4 separate regions of the Mus musculus genome follow, and all the other regions are linked to region 4. Evidence: chromatin contacts called from public ChIA-PET and Hi-C data. All regions are on one chromosome and are shown on one strand. Each heading gives the region's core, a stretch centred on a gene start, on an enhancer-like site or on the middle of the called end of the contact. The rest is flanking DNA. Distances are from core to core; before and after follow the strand shown.

Region 1 (2,898 bases), core at 105-2,604, 370 kb before region 4:
CGATGCACGTGTTTCCCTAGCTACTGTATCTAAATGTCTACCCTTCAGGATTTATGCTTTGAGGATAGCTATCACATCTCGGCTGGGCCCATCAGGAAAGGGCTGAACTTTTTTTCTGTGAATATCTTGGCTTCCCTAATTTCCTTCCTCTTCAAAGAATTTACGGACACCAGAAAGTTTGAGAAAGGATGAAGAGAAGCCAATTTGACTCAAGTGGGGACCACAGAGATCAACCTTATTTCCCTAAGAAAGCCCTTGTGGGCCTCCTCAGAAAGCCGCCATGTCTAGAGAGCATGACAGGACAGTCGGAGATAAGAGGAGCTGTCCCTGTGGATCTTGGCTCCCTCCCACCTTTCCCCTGCCACACTCATCTTCCTCCTTTTGGGAGATCTTTTTTAGGCTTTGAGCACCAGATGCCTCAAATTTGGAGAGTGAGGGAGAGCCAGAGAGCCTCATCCACTTAGTCAGCTCTGGTTGTCTTCTGTCCTAAACAAACCACAAACTGCCTCACCCCAACACATACACGGTAAGCACAGCCCCAGAGTGGATGTCCCTGTCCCACCCTGGCCTATCCACCATAAGCACTGCCCCTAAGTGGATGTCCCAGAATAGAACCCCTTGCCTCAAAGAGGCCAGCCTCCAAAGCTCTCTTTCACTAAGCAGAGGGGTGCATGGTAAGTGGGTAAGTTACAGGTCAGCATAGGGGTCCCAGAATTCAGGCCTGAGGGCGAACAGGGCACAGCTGGGCAGAGAGGGCCTTTATCTCCTGCCAGTTGGACCCAGAGATGGTTTTGGAGGCTGGAGTGCTCTGTGTGTTCCTGGCAGATGTTTCCCAAGCTACTCTGGTGGCTGTGGCTCCGGGCCTGGCCCAGAATAACACATTGTTAGCATATGTTAACAGTCTGCCTTTTCTCCAAAGATCACATAATGCTTTCCACTTAGTGTCTGTCTCGCAAGTGTTACTATCTGTTTTATGGTCAACAAAACCGAGATACAGTGAGGTTGGGGAGCACCCACATCTGAGTGGGAATGGGTTGGGGGGTTTGACCCTGGAGACCTGTGCTTCCTGAGTCTCAGCTGTTATTCACCAAGTGCCCTCCTCGACGGTTCCTTCCAGAATGCTCTCTCTGACTGACTGATCTCAAGATCTGGTAGGAGTTAAAAGGAACACATATGTTCTGATCTCCTCAATCTCTCTCTCTCTCTCTCTCTCTCTCTCTCTCTCTCTCTCTCTCACACACACACACACACACACACACACACACACACACACACACACACACACACTGCAGTGTTTAGCATGTGGTGACAGATGAAAGAGGAGGGACTCTGTTTCGGTACAGGGTTTTGTGACCACACATGGTTTCTTTCCTTCGCCCCAGAGGAAGCACATGAAATCAAGACTGAGCTCGAGGGTTGCCCACCTCCCTCCCCTCCCTCCTCTCCCTCCCCTCCCTTCCCTCCCTTCCCTCCCTTCCCTCCTGTTCTTCCTCCATCTGAAGCCCTACTCTTTCTGTCCCCTGAACTTTCTTAGTAACTGGTCACTGATACCATTCCACAGAAAGAGGAACCACCAGGCTGAAGTGAAGTGGAAATTTCCAGAAGACTTCAGTGGCTCTGAACAAGGACAGCGCCATGCTGCTGGGGCAGGAGAGGCTTGCAGGGAGGCTGCTGATTTAGGGTGTGCTGACTCCCTCGTAGGCAGAGGGCTCCATAACTGTCACTCAAACGAAAGCAAGAGATTTCCTGGGTGGAGACACCTAAGAGGAGCTAGAAATGTAGAAAGCCAAGTCCTTAGGAAAATAACTACAGAGCAAAAGTTGCCAGGACTGAAGATTACAAAGCACAGCCTGGAAATTAAAGACCTAAATGAATGGAAAGACAAAACCACTGAGAGACTGTGCTCCATGCCATTGAGAGACTGTCCTCCATGCCATTGAGAGACTGTGCTCCATGCCATTGAGAGACTGTGCTCCATGACTTTGAGAGACTGTGCTCCATGCCATTGAGAGACTGTGCTCCATGCCATTGAGAGACTGTGCTCCATGACTTTGAGAGACTGTGCTCCATGACATTGAGAGACTGTGCTCCATGCCATCGAGAGACTGTGCTCCATGACATTGAGAGACTGTGATCCATGCTTTTGAGAGACTGTGATCCATGCCATTGAGAGGACAATCAAGCAATCTACAGATTGAATGTAGTACTTACTGAAATCCCAATGGAATCTCTCTTTCTCTCTCTCACTCTCTCCATGAGTGTGTGTGTGTGTGTGTGTGTGTGTGTATGTATATGTGTGCACACATATATGTGCAGATGTGTGTGGAGGTAGGAGGTGGGGAAACATACCTCAGATAGTGTTTGATAGTGCTCTGTTGTGGTTGTTTTTCTTTTTCCTAGACAGGGTCTCTCACGGCCTGGACCTTACTGAGTAGGTGAGGCTGGCTCACTTGATGTATTTCTCACCATTGAGGATCGCCATCTTTGGTCACTGCCACATTACCAGGACAGAACACATAATAAGCACATAGACAATCCTCAAGATAACAACTTACTAAATGCACACGGAGGAGATAAATATATCTGCACCTTGCCCTTTTGCAATAAAGCAAGCGAATACGAGGGGAATTTTGTAGTGCCCTGGGGAGCACAGCCGTGCTGGACGGTGAATTGTCACCACACACGTGAAGAAGCAGTGCTGATTTCTTTTGCTTCCTCCATCTGAGAAGCAAGTTTGTTCCTCTGGGCTGTCTCCAGATCCTCACATCCAAGGCTTGGCTCTCTGGATCACAATCCATGTGAAATCACTTCCCCATCTGAGAAAGTCATCAGGGGATCTTAATCCATCTTAATCATCAATGGCAAAGGGGCCCTGAGAGTGGAGATGCAGTTATGACT
Region 2 (3,204 bases), core at 78-2,577, 460 kb before region 4:
AAGAGGACCATGGTGGCCAAGAAAAGCTTGTTGATGTTGGAATTCAAAAGTCTAAAAATTAGGAGTTTAAATTGCATCACCCCCATTTCTAAAGGAAGCAGGAAGGGGGCATCCAGTGGCTCGGTTACTACTTCTTGGGCTTTTTGATTTATCTCCAAAGAGTTTTGATGGAGAAGGGAAGGAGACAAAATTAAATCCAGGGACATTTAACTCTGTACTTAAAACAATGACAAGCACACCTAGGCTAGGTTACTAGCACTGTTGTTGTTTTATTTAAAGCTAAGATGTCTTCCAATTTGATATAGATTTTTGTCACTGAGAGATGATATAGAAATAATGAAAAGAAATCAAACTTCAAACAGAAATACAAAGCAGTGTCTGCAGTAAAAAGCTATAAACAATAGGTAAGGCAAGAGAAACATTTACATTTAGTACAGACCAAACAGACAAGAAGGGACTTGCTGGCCCAAGATAGCTCATATTTTGTTGAACTTCTCTGTTCTTCAAGTATCAGGAAGTTGGGCCAAATGTCAGCTGTCTTCTCTGCTCTGAGGACTTCCCAGCACTGTTCTTGGCTAGCCTATTCTTAGTTTGAAACTGGCATTTTCCAACAATTTTACAGGTTGAAATTAAAGCAACAACTTAGTTACTGCAAATTCTCTAATCTTCCAGAGTTTCAAAGAGGCTGTGGAATGGAACGTAGAATTTATCTGAGATGACATTTAACACATAGCTAGGGATCATGGTCTTCCGGCCAGAATTTTATTTATTTATTTATTTATTTATTTATTTATTGGAAAGCATATTCCATCAGCACCCATGGTCTTTGAACTTCCCTGATAAAGGTATGTTTATATTTTTGTGCTCTGGTGTACCAGGGGCTAAACAAATTCTTTTATTACAGTATTATAAAATCTACTGCAAGTCACCTAGACAACTTTGTAGACGGTATCTGCAAATATTGTGTAGTATGGAGCAGATTTCCCAGTTTCTCGGCAGTGAAATTAAGTGTTTCTTCTATGCTGAGATAAACAGTCTATAGGTGGAAAGAGGGGTGGAGGATGGGAGGACTAATTAGCATAATTTTAATCAATTTTCAAGGGACTTCATGATTGTAAGTCTCCTGATAATTCTGAAGATTAAAGCGGAGGACTTAACAAGATTCCGGAAGGTTCCGGGAGATGCTCTTCTACAAGTGATCTGAACAGGGCTTCACATCATCCGATTTTTATCTGGGGGTGGTGGCGGCAGCAGGGAATAGGATAAGTCCTGCAGGGTTAACCCCTAAAGAGATTCCGGAATCTTAATTCACATGTAAATGTAAAGACTGTTGGTAGAAACTGCTTCTGTGTGTTTGGTAGGAGCTGGCACACAGAGGGGCCAGGGCCCATAGAAAATACAGCAAGGAAGATGGTCTGTTTCCAAGTCCAGCTTCCTCTTAAACCCAGCCTTTAAATCTCCTTTCCCTCCGCAAATTCTATCTACTGACTGGTGAGCTCCTTGAAGCAGCCGTCCCTCTGTGGGACAGCATAGGTGGTGACAGATATTAATCCAGAGGTCTGATTTTTCAACTTCCCTGTCCACCGTGACCTTTGTCATGGCTCCTGGCTGTCACTCAGGGAAACACACTGAGGTCTTTCCAAAATCATTTGTAAAGGGGAATCTCTACGGCAGTGATTATTTTTGTTAAAAGGAAAAAATTATTTTTCGTGGCTTGTAAAGGCAATGTGTAAGGTCTTTAATTCTTTTGAAAAGAAAAATAAACATTTCCATGTGGTAGCTCAAGACGGGACCACGTCAACTCCTGAAGACCATTTTAAAAATCAGTTATTTAGTGTCTTGATAAACTGGGATTCCCTGGTAGACTAAGACGAAGAAGAACAACCACAACCACAACAATAACAACAACAACAACCACAGCAACAAAGCTCAGAAAAGACCCAATTTCTTCCCTCAAGGAAGCCACAGTCCCTTTAGCTAGGCTGGCAGGGAGATCTACCTTAACTGGCCCTTTCCTTGACTACAATAAGTTTGATTTCTCTCTGTTCTCTGAAAGTGACCTTAGGGCTGAGCCCAGATAGGTCCCTCTCAGGGTAAACAGAAGACAACACCAGCTAAATTTGTTTTTCTAAAGGAATTGGGACGGATTCCCCAATACTTGGAAGGGAAGGAAAACCCGAGTGCCTGGCTCCCCTTCAGACTCTCAACCCCACCTCTACCCCTTTAAAAAGTTGCTTTCACAACAGTGGTAAAGGTGGCAATTCTACAGACAGAGTCAGCAGCAAATTCTACTTCTATGATTTTTTTTTTTAATGTGGATGGTCTTTTTAGCATGAAAAGGGGAACCGGACAGCACTTGTCAAAAAGTGAGCGCTATTCATTGTAATTAGATCAAGATCCAGCTGAGGCCTGGAACTACGAAAAGCTTAAATTAAATTAATCTCCCTCCTAAATGAGACAATTATTCAGCTAAATTGAAAAAAAGAAAAAAGAAAAAGGAGAGCAGCTTCCCTTTTCAGCTCGGGTCCCGCCTTCTTAGCCTTTTAAAAACACAACTTGACAGAGTCTTTTTGCTCTCAGCTGTACCTTTTAAAACCCACCTCAGGAGAAGACCAAAGAAGAGAATCTAAATTCCTCCAGCTCCCTGCCAGAGTTGTAGGGTGGTTCTTTCTTTCTTCTTCTTCTTCTTATTCTTTTTTTTTTTAAACCGCCCGAGGTTGTTTATATATAGCTTCTGAAAGCCAAGTTTTAGACGCAACACAAAGCTAGGGCAAGATCAGGGTGAAAAGCGACCTGACCAACGTGAGCTGCCCACCTGAAGTTGCCGGGTCTACAAGGCCCCTTGCTCAAACAGAAAAGCTGCTGGATTGGACCTTTTTGGGTGTCGGTAGACACCTTGTCACCTTTCTTGCCTGGGGCTTAATTTAGGTGAGCCAGCGATAATATTCTGGAGGTTCCAGAAAAAGCAACAGGATTCAATACTTGCGGCTTCTGGCAGGAGCAGGCTACAGGCTCGGAAAAACTCCGGACTTTGGCAAACTTAACCAACTACTCCTTGCCGCGGACTTTGGACACGCTGAATCTTATAGCGCGATTTAAAAAAAAAAAAAAAAAAAAAAGGCGGCGGGGCGTGTGTGTGTGTGTGTGTGTGTGTGTGTGTGTGTGTGTGTGTGTGTGTGTGATCCCTGGCTGTTTCCCTTGGTT
Region 3 (2,810 bases), core at 8-2,507, 430 kb after region 4:
CAATAAAGTCATTTCAGCAGGTCCCCGTTACCGGAGATGGCACTCACTCTGCAAGATGACACACAGCACGCCCATTCTTCCGGAGCACAGTGAAGCTCGGCTCCTAAGCCGTGACATCATTCAGCTCCTGAGTGGGAGCCACCAGCACGGAGGAAGAAAGAGGAGCAGAGTAAATCAAGGGCCAGCTAGTCAGTCGGCTCCCGGCCAGCAGAGACTGGATTCTATTTTCACAGCAGTCCTGGGTCTGGTGGACAAGTCATTGAAGTCACACCCACCAGCTACAGGGGCACAAGGGGCAGAAACACAAAACCGGAAGGCCAGGCTCTGGCAAATGGCCACAAGACTCAGCAGCTGTAGCACTGTGTGCTCCTTTAAGGGAAAGTTTTTCCTAAAAGGTGACAGCCACAAACACAGCTCACTGCCACACGCCCTCCAAATGGAAGGAGTCTGCAGCTAGGCCATCCTCTACACCCAGGTGAGTCAGTCACTCACGGTGCCTTGGCTTGCAGAGGTGAAGGCTCTGGGGTGTGACTGGCAGCCCTAACCCCTTAGAAAGGGTGAGGAGCCTGAGCAAGATGAACGTCTACACTGGGTTCTTCTACCCGGCTCCTTTCACGAAAAAGGCCTTCAGCGGGGCTGGTTAGGACAGTTAGAGGGTTGTGGTTAGAAGCTTGCTTACCACAGGAAAAGCCACCCACTGGCAGATGTGCCCTGAACAGTGACAGCGCTGACAATACTCAGTCACCAGGGGTCACCTGGACAGAGGGGCAAGTTCTCAGAGCCACGCACTCTGGAAGGCTAAGGCCCCTGAAAGCAGCGGGGCACAGTCCACTCCTTCCCTCTAAATCCAAGCCTCCCAAACCCCTCAGCTTCACCAGGAAGTAGGCGCAGCTTGTACGTAATGCAGGGGAGACTTACAAGCGCTCGGCTTCCAGACACAGCAACTTGAGAGCCGTGAGTAGCCTCCAGGACGGCCCATCCCATCCAAACGTCAGATTTCTACAAAAGAGAAGCAGGCAACACCAAATGTGTCGCGTAGAAACGACTCCGTGGCAAGCACCCAAGGAAGCCAGCAGTGGCTTTGAACAAGTACAATGCTAGGTCACCTCCACACAGAGGCGAGAAAATCAGGCTGCGGCTACGACGAATGAAGCTGGGTAACACCAGCCTCTGTGTGGGTCACTCCACACAAACGGAACCTGCTCTGACTGCTCTGGGCTGTGCTGGCTAGTTGATGTCATCTTTACACAAGCTAGAGTCACCGGAAAGAAGAGAACCTCAGCTGAGGAACTGCCTCCCTCAGATCCAGCTGCAGAGCACCTTCTTAATCAGTGAACAATGGCGCAGGGCCCCGCCCACTGTGGGTGGAGTCATCCCTGGGCAGGTGGTCCTGGGCTCTATGAGCAAGCAGGAGGAGCAAGCCAAGAGGAACAAAACAGTAAGTAGCTGTCTTAGTCAGGACTTCTATTCCTGCACTAACATCATGACCAAGAAGCAAGATGGGGAGGAAAGGGTTTATTCGGCTTACACTTCCACATTGCTGTTCATCACCAAGGAAGTCAGGACTGGAACTCAAGCAGGTCAGGAAGCAGGAGCTGATGCAGAGGCCATGGAGGGATGTTCATTACTGGCTTGCTTCCCCTGGCTTGCTCAGCCTGCTCTCTTATAGAACCCAAGACTACCAGCCCAAGGATGGCACCACCCACAAGGGGCCTTTCCCCCTTGATCACTAATTGAGAAAATGCTTTACAGTTGTATCTCATGGAGGCATTTCCCCAACTGAAGCTCCTTTCTCTGTGATAACTCCAGCTGTGTCAAGTTGACACACAAAACCAGCAGTGCAGCAGCACCCCTCCATGGCCTCTGCATCAGCTCCTGCCTCCAGGCTTCTGCCGTGCTTGAGTTCCTGTGATGTGGAAGTGTGAGCCAAATGAACCCTTTCCTCCCAGACTTGCTTTTGGTCATGGTGTTTTATCACAGCACTAGTAACCCTAACTAAGACAAGGCTAAAAGCCATTTCCAATCAATTTCAGCCAGACACTGAACTTGGTCACGGGACCACAGCAAGCGGCCTGGTAACTACATCACACGTTTACAGTGAGATGAACACAGAGACCCTGGTCATCCCGGAGAGCAAACAGCCACTGTCGCTGTGTACCCAAAAAACCTGATTTTATCCAGAAAAGAAGACGTGAAAGAGCTGGGGATCCGGTGTAGGTCACCGTCCCTGATGTTCTGCTAGGGACCAGCATGGCCTGTGACAGCGCAGCTCCACCCCACCTGACCCGGGCCTGGGTCACGGACAGGACTGTTTCAAGCTTGACTCTCACCCCTTGAGTGCCTAGGACAACAAGCCCAACTTGCTACAGTCTAAGAGCTTAATAAACACCCACCTGACAGCCAACACAGAGACAGGAGGGTCACACTTACAGAAACCAGAGCCAGGAGTATTCCCATGGGAACTCCCTGAAGGGATAATTTCCAGACAGAAAAGCCTTACCCTGTAAAGCCATGATCCTTCAAAATGGTTATCTTCCTGTGGAGCTGCTTATCTGCTGCAGGGAGGAACTTAACCAGCATGTCTGCATTAGAGAGGAGACCATCAGACTTAGGATGTGATTCAGATAAAGCACATGCCCCTCTCCCTCCCATCAGCCGCCCACGATAACCAGAGTGTCTGCCAGTTCACACCAAGTGTCCTCTTTAGGACAGCTCGCTGAGATCCCGGCTCCCTGAAGAGCTGTGAGCTTTCCAAGGCGGAGGACAGAAGCACAGACGCGAGGCTCAGGCTGCCCCTAAGCACATCAACA
Region 4 (3,171 bases), core at 112-2,611:
GGGGTTCGATCCCCAGAACCCACTGTTAAGGAGCTGAATGTGGTGGTGCAAACTTGTAATCCCTACACTGGGGGAAGGGGGACATGGAGATTGGCAGATCCCCAGGGTGCCTTGGCCACCCAGCCTTGTCTTCTTGGCAAACTTCAGACTAATGAGAGAACCTGTTTCAAAAATTCAAAGGAGAAGGTGGATTGTGCATGTGGAACAGCACCTATGGCTGTCCTCTGACCTCCACACACATGTGACATATGTCCATGTATACATACATGCACACACACACACACACATGCACACATGTATATGCACATATACACACATGCACACCTGTGTACACATATATACACATGTGTATGCACACACATATAAGCACATGCATGCATGCACACACATGCACATGTGTGTACACATACCCACACATGTATACACACACCCACACATGTGTGTACATACACATACACACATGCGTATATACACAAATATACATAACTGCACACATACATACATGTATACATATGTATACACACACAGCTTTCTACACCTACACACACACATAGAAACACACGCACGCGCGCGCACACACACACACACCGCTTTCTGTCTGGTTCTGAAACTCAGAGAGCTAGTCCCTTCCCATGGGGCTTATCAGCTTCTTGGGAATAATGACATCAAATCCTGCTCAGGACAGACTCTGGGGATGGAATTGCCCTCAATTCCAGAGAGAATGTGGTAAGAGACCTCATGGCATAGCAGAAACTTGGCGGGGGGTGGGGGGGTGGGGTGCTATTACTTATTTTTAAAGCTCTATTTGGAAATAACTTCCTGGTGATAGAGACTATTTTCTCTCTGGACTTGATTTCTCAGTTGTTACTTTTCATTTGCTATCTTGTGAACTGTCGCAGCAGACAGTTCTCTCCTTCCTGACCACCCTAATGTGTATTTCCCAAGAAGGATGCTCTCTTTCATAAGCCAGGTGCACTTATCAAAATCAGAAACAGGCCTTGATATGGCCGAGTCTTCTAACCACAGAGAGAGCTTTCCAACCGTCCTTCTGACACGTGCTCTCTGATCCGGTGGGGAGCTGTATCTTCAGAGGAACCGGAAATGCTCCGGGTTCCTAGTGGGGTACCAGGACTTGCTGAAAGGGAAAGGGTTGCACTCTCACCACAGAAACGTCTACTATGAGCTGCCACTCAGCTCTCTCCTAGGACAACATCTGCTTCATCTTGTGGCCCACTCCTTTCTCAGAGCCACTGAAGACAAGGTTTTTAAAGAGTTAAGCATCTGCCGGAGGAGTCTGGGCTGACAGTTTTTCCCTTCCCGTCCCCTGCTCCCCGGTGCCAGCTTCCTCCCCCTCCCTGTCTGCCCCGTGTCTGACACTGAAGCCACAACAGACACTGTAGAAGAGGCAGACACTCACCCTGTCAACACCTCTTTGGCTGCCTGACTCCCAGTCCTGTTAGTCTCAGGGGGTCATGAGCAGACAGGGTACTTCTAATACTAGATGACTTAATCCCTTCAGCTGGTGAAGAGAAGGCGCTGGCTGCCAGTTGGCCAGGTGATGGAAATTAGACAGGAGCAACGGTAGGGTGTGCCCGCTCTGCCCCGATGTGACAATCATTGCACCTCCCCTCACAGGGTCTGGCTAGACCCAGACTCCAAATACCAGGCAAGCAAAATCTTCAGTGGTTATTCTGGGATTTTCATTTCTAAAAGCCTTTCTGGGCCCTTCTCTGCAAATGTGGAAATCAGTTCAGCATGCTCTTCCCTAACAGGCTTCGCTCCCAGCCGCCTTCTCGTGCTTGGGAACAGACATGCTCTAGGATTGGCTCCCAGGATGGCCTGTTAACCAAGTACACCCACGTGACTTTTGTAGCGACGCTTCTGGACCTTCCAGAAGGACGGAAGGATGAGTGAGCTAATGATCAGATCTGGGAATCAGTCACATGCGCTTTTCCAGAACGTTCTCACAGTCTCAAACAGATGTGTTCCATTAACACACACACACACACACACACACACACACACACACACACTGTTGTAAAGTATGCACAGATAAAACAAAGTATGAAGGAGAAATGTTGGTGAGGGTTGCATAGCTTCGTTCCTATTCAGTTGAAAATGAGAATGTGCATCTAGGTGCGATTTGGTGTGTTCTAAATCATCCAACTTCCAGATCTCCCAGAGCTGCTTAAATGCCAGCCCAGCCCAGCCCCACCCAGCCCAGGCCCGCCCAGCCCCACTGAATTCAGACCTGGAGTTTACCAAGAGGCCTGACTGATCTGCACACAAGTCAAAATGGGAGCACCCCCCAGTCAAGCACAGCAACCATGCTAGGAGTCATCAGAGCAACTCAAATCCTCAAAAGAAAGCTCACGGAAAAGAAATGGCTACCGTACAATGAGTGCAAGCATGTATTTATCAAAGACCGAGCAACTCTGTTGTACTATATATTTTTTTCTAGTTCAGAGTTACCCAGCTTACGCAAATAAAGACATGGTACACTCACTCGAATTTAAATTTGAGAGAAATATTGAACTACATCTTGCTATATCCCAAGCAATACACGGACATACTTGTACTGAAAAATTAACCAGCAATTTATATGTAACCAGCCATCTACTATTTAATCTCACCGCAGGGACTTCAGTGTATGAAAGGTTGTCTGACTCTTTCATGTGACTTTTTCTAAGCCAAGCAGAAGCAGTAAGTTATGACACCCTCAAAAGGATTTCAGTTGTACAACAAAACATTTGAAGAAACAACCACCTAAAATATCCATATTGAGTAGGTGTGTGTGTGTGTGTGTGTGTGTATGTGTGTGTGCATGTGAAGCAAACCTTGGGTTTTACACATGCTAGTCCATTACTCAAATACCGTGATCTATCCCTAGGCCATCATTTAAAAAAAAAGTAAAACCCCACAAAAACTATTGGTTCCTATTGTTACTTGTAGATGATATTTGTGAGGATGAACAATGACAGCAGTCCAATCAGCTGTACAATGCTGGGCCTTATCACTTCCCCATCTGGTTTTCAATATGGCCACCAAGAGCAGGCTGCCCTGAGAGCTAGCATCTGCCTTCCCCTGGATGGAGTTGCTGCTTTGCAACTCCAGGCTCTGGCCCTATGACTACGGCAGCCTGTGGTTCTTCAGCCCCTAGATCATACAAAA

Evidence for each region. A called contact is a pair of places that touch in the nucleus more often than the background predicts. ChIA-PET counts read pairs in DNA pulled down with a chosen protein or histone mark.
Region 1: an RNA polymerase II ChIA-PET map of memory CD8 T cells shows a contact between it and region 4, with 13 read pairs. The contact joins two enhancer-like sites. A contact is called at or near these places in 1 of 484 Hi-C or Micro-C datasets (nephron progenitors) and 4 of 115 datasets of contacts at active chromatin or transcription factors (T-cell acute lymphoblastic leukemia, fibro-adipogenic progenitors, memory CD8 T cells and 1 more).
Region 2: a contact with region 4 is called in a Hi-C map of the 63-12 cell line, with 5 times the contacts expected there. The contact joins two enhancer-like sites. A contact is called at or near these places in 4 of 15 datasets of contacts at CTCF or cohesin (the NIH/3T3 cell line, large pre-B cells and thymocytes), 53 of 484 Hi-C or Micro-C datasets (the 63-12 cell line, B cells, CD4 T cells and 36 more), 36 of 115 datasets of contacts at active chromatin or transcription factors (the 230-238 cell line, DN3 thymocytes, the SCID.adh cell line and 26 more) and 4 of 9 other capture datasets (adipose tissue, embryonic stem cells, liver and 1 more).
Region 3: an RNA polymerase II ChIA-PET map of memory CD8 T cells shows a contact between it and region 4, with 6 read pairs. The contact joins two enhancer-like sites. A contact is called at or near these places in 1 of 15 datasets of contacts at CTCF or cohesin (embryonic stem cells), 5 of 484 Hi-C or Micro-C datasets (CD4 T cells, double positive thymocytes and embryonic stem cells), 1 of 115 datasets of contacts at active chromatin or transcription factors (memory CD8 T cells) and 1 of 9 other capture datasets (embryonic stem cells).

The regions. Positions count from the first base shown.
Region 1 is chr16:92,785,622-92,788,519 of GRCm38.p6, forward strand. All of the region lies in intron 2 of Runx1 (runt related transcription factor 1), which reads right to left. Among named protein-coding and RNA genes, the nearest start is that of Gm30281, 25 kb to the left of the region's middle. Within about 2 kb of position 1,355, at least 78 of the 459 cell types and tissues checked have an H3K27ac peak or open chromatin away from gene starts, as enhancers often do. A contact at or near this core is called in T-cell acute lymphoblastic leukemia and memory CD8 T cells, where this site is marked.
Region 2 is chr16:92,691,829-92,695,032 of GRCm38.p6, forward strand. The region is part of intron 3 of Runx1 (runt related transcription factor 1); the gene reads right to left. Among named protein-coding and RNA genes, the nearest start is that of Gm30281, 69 kb to the right of the region's middle. Within about 2 kb of position 1,328, at least 18 of the 459 cell types and tissues checked have an H3K27ac peak or open chromatin away from gene starts, as enhancers often do. A contact at or near this core is called in the 63-12 cell line and the G1E-ER4 cell line, where this site is marked.
Region 3 is chr16:93,585,319-93,588,128 of GRCm38.p6, forward strand. It overlaps Setd4 (SET domain containing 4), which reads right to left. Exons shown (of 12, transcript NM_145482.3): 9 at 2,501-2,582; 10 at 919-999. Among named protein-coding and RNA genes, the nearest start is that of Setd4, 17 kb to the right of the region's middle. Within about 2 kb of position 1,258, at least 118 of the 459 cell types and tissues checked have an H3K27ac peak or open chromatin away from gene starts, as enhancers often do. A contact at or near this core is called in double positive thymocytes and memory CD8 T cells, where this site is marked.
Region 4 is chr16:93,151,905-93,155,075 of GRCm38.p6, forward strand. No RefSeq gene overlaps it. Among named protein-coding and RNA genes, the nearest start is that of Gm30474, 21 kb to the left of the region's middle. Within about 2 kb of position 1,362, at least 83 of the 459 cell types and tissues checked have an H3K27ac peak or open chromatin away from gene starts, as enhancers often do. A contact at or near this core is called in the 63-12 cell line, the G1E-ER4 cell line, T-cell acute lymphoblastic leukemia and 2 more, where this site is marked.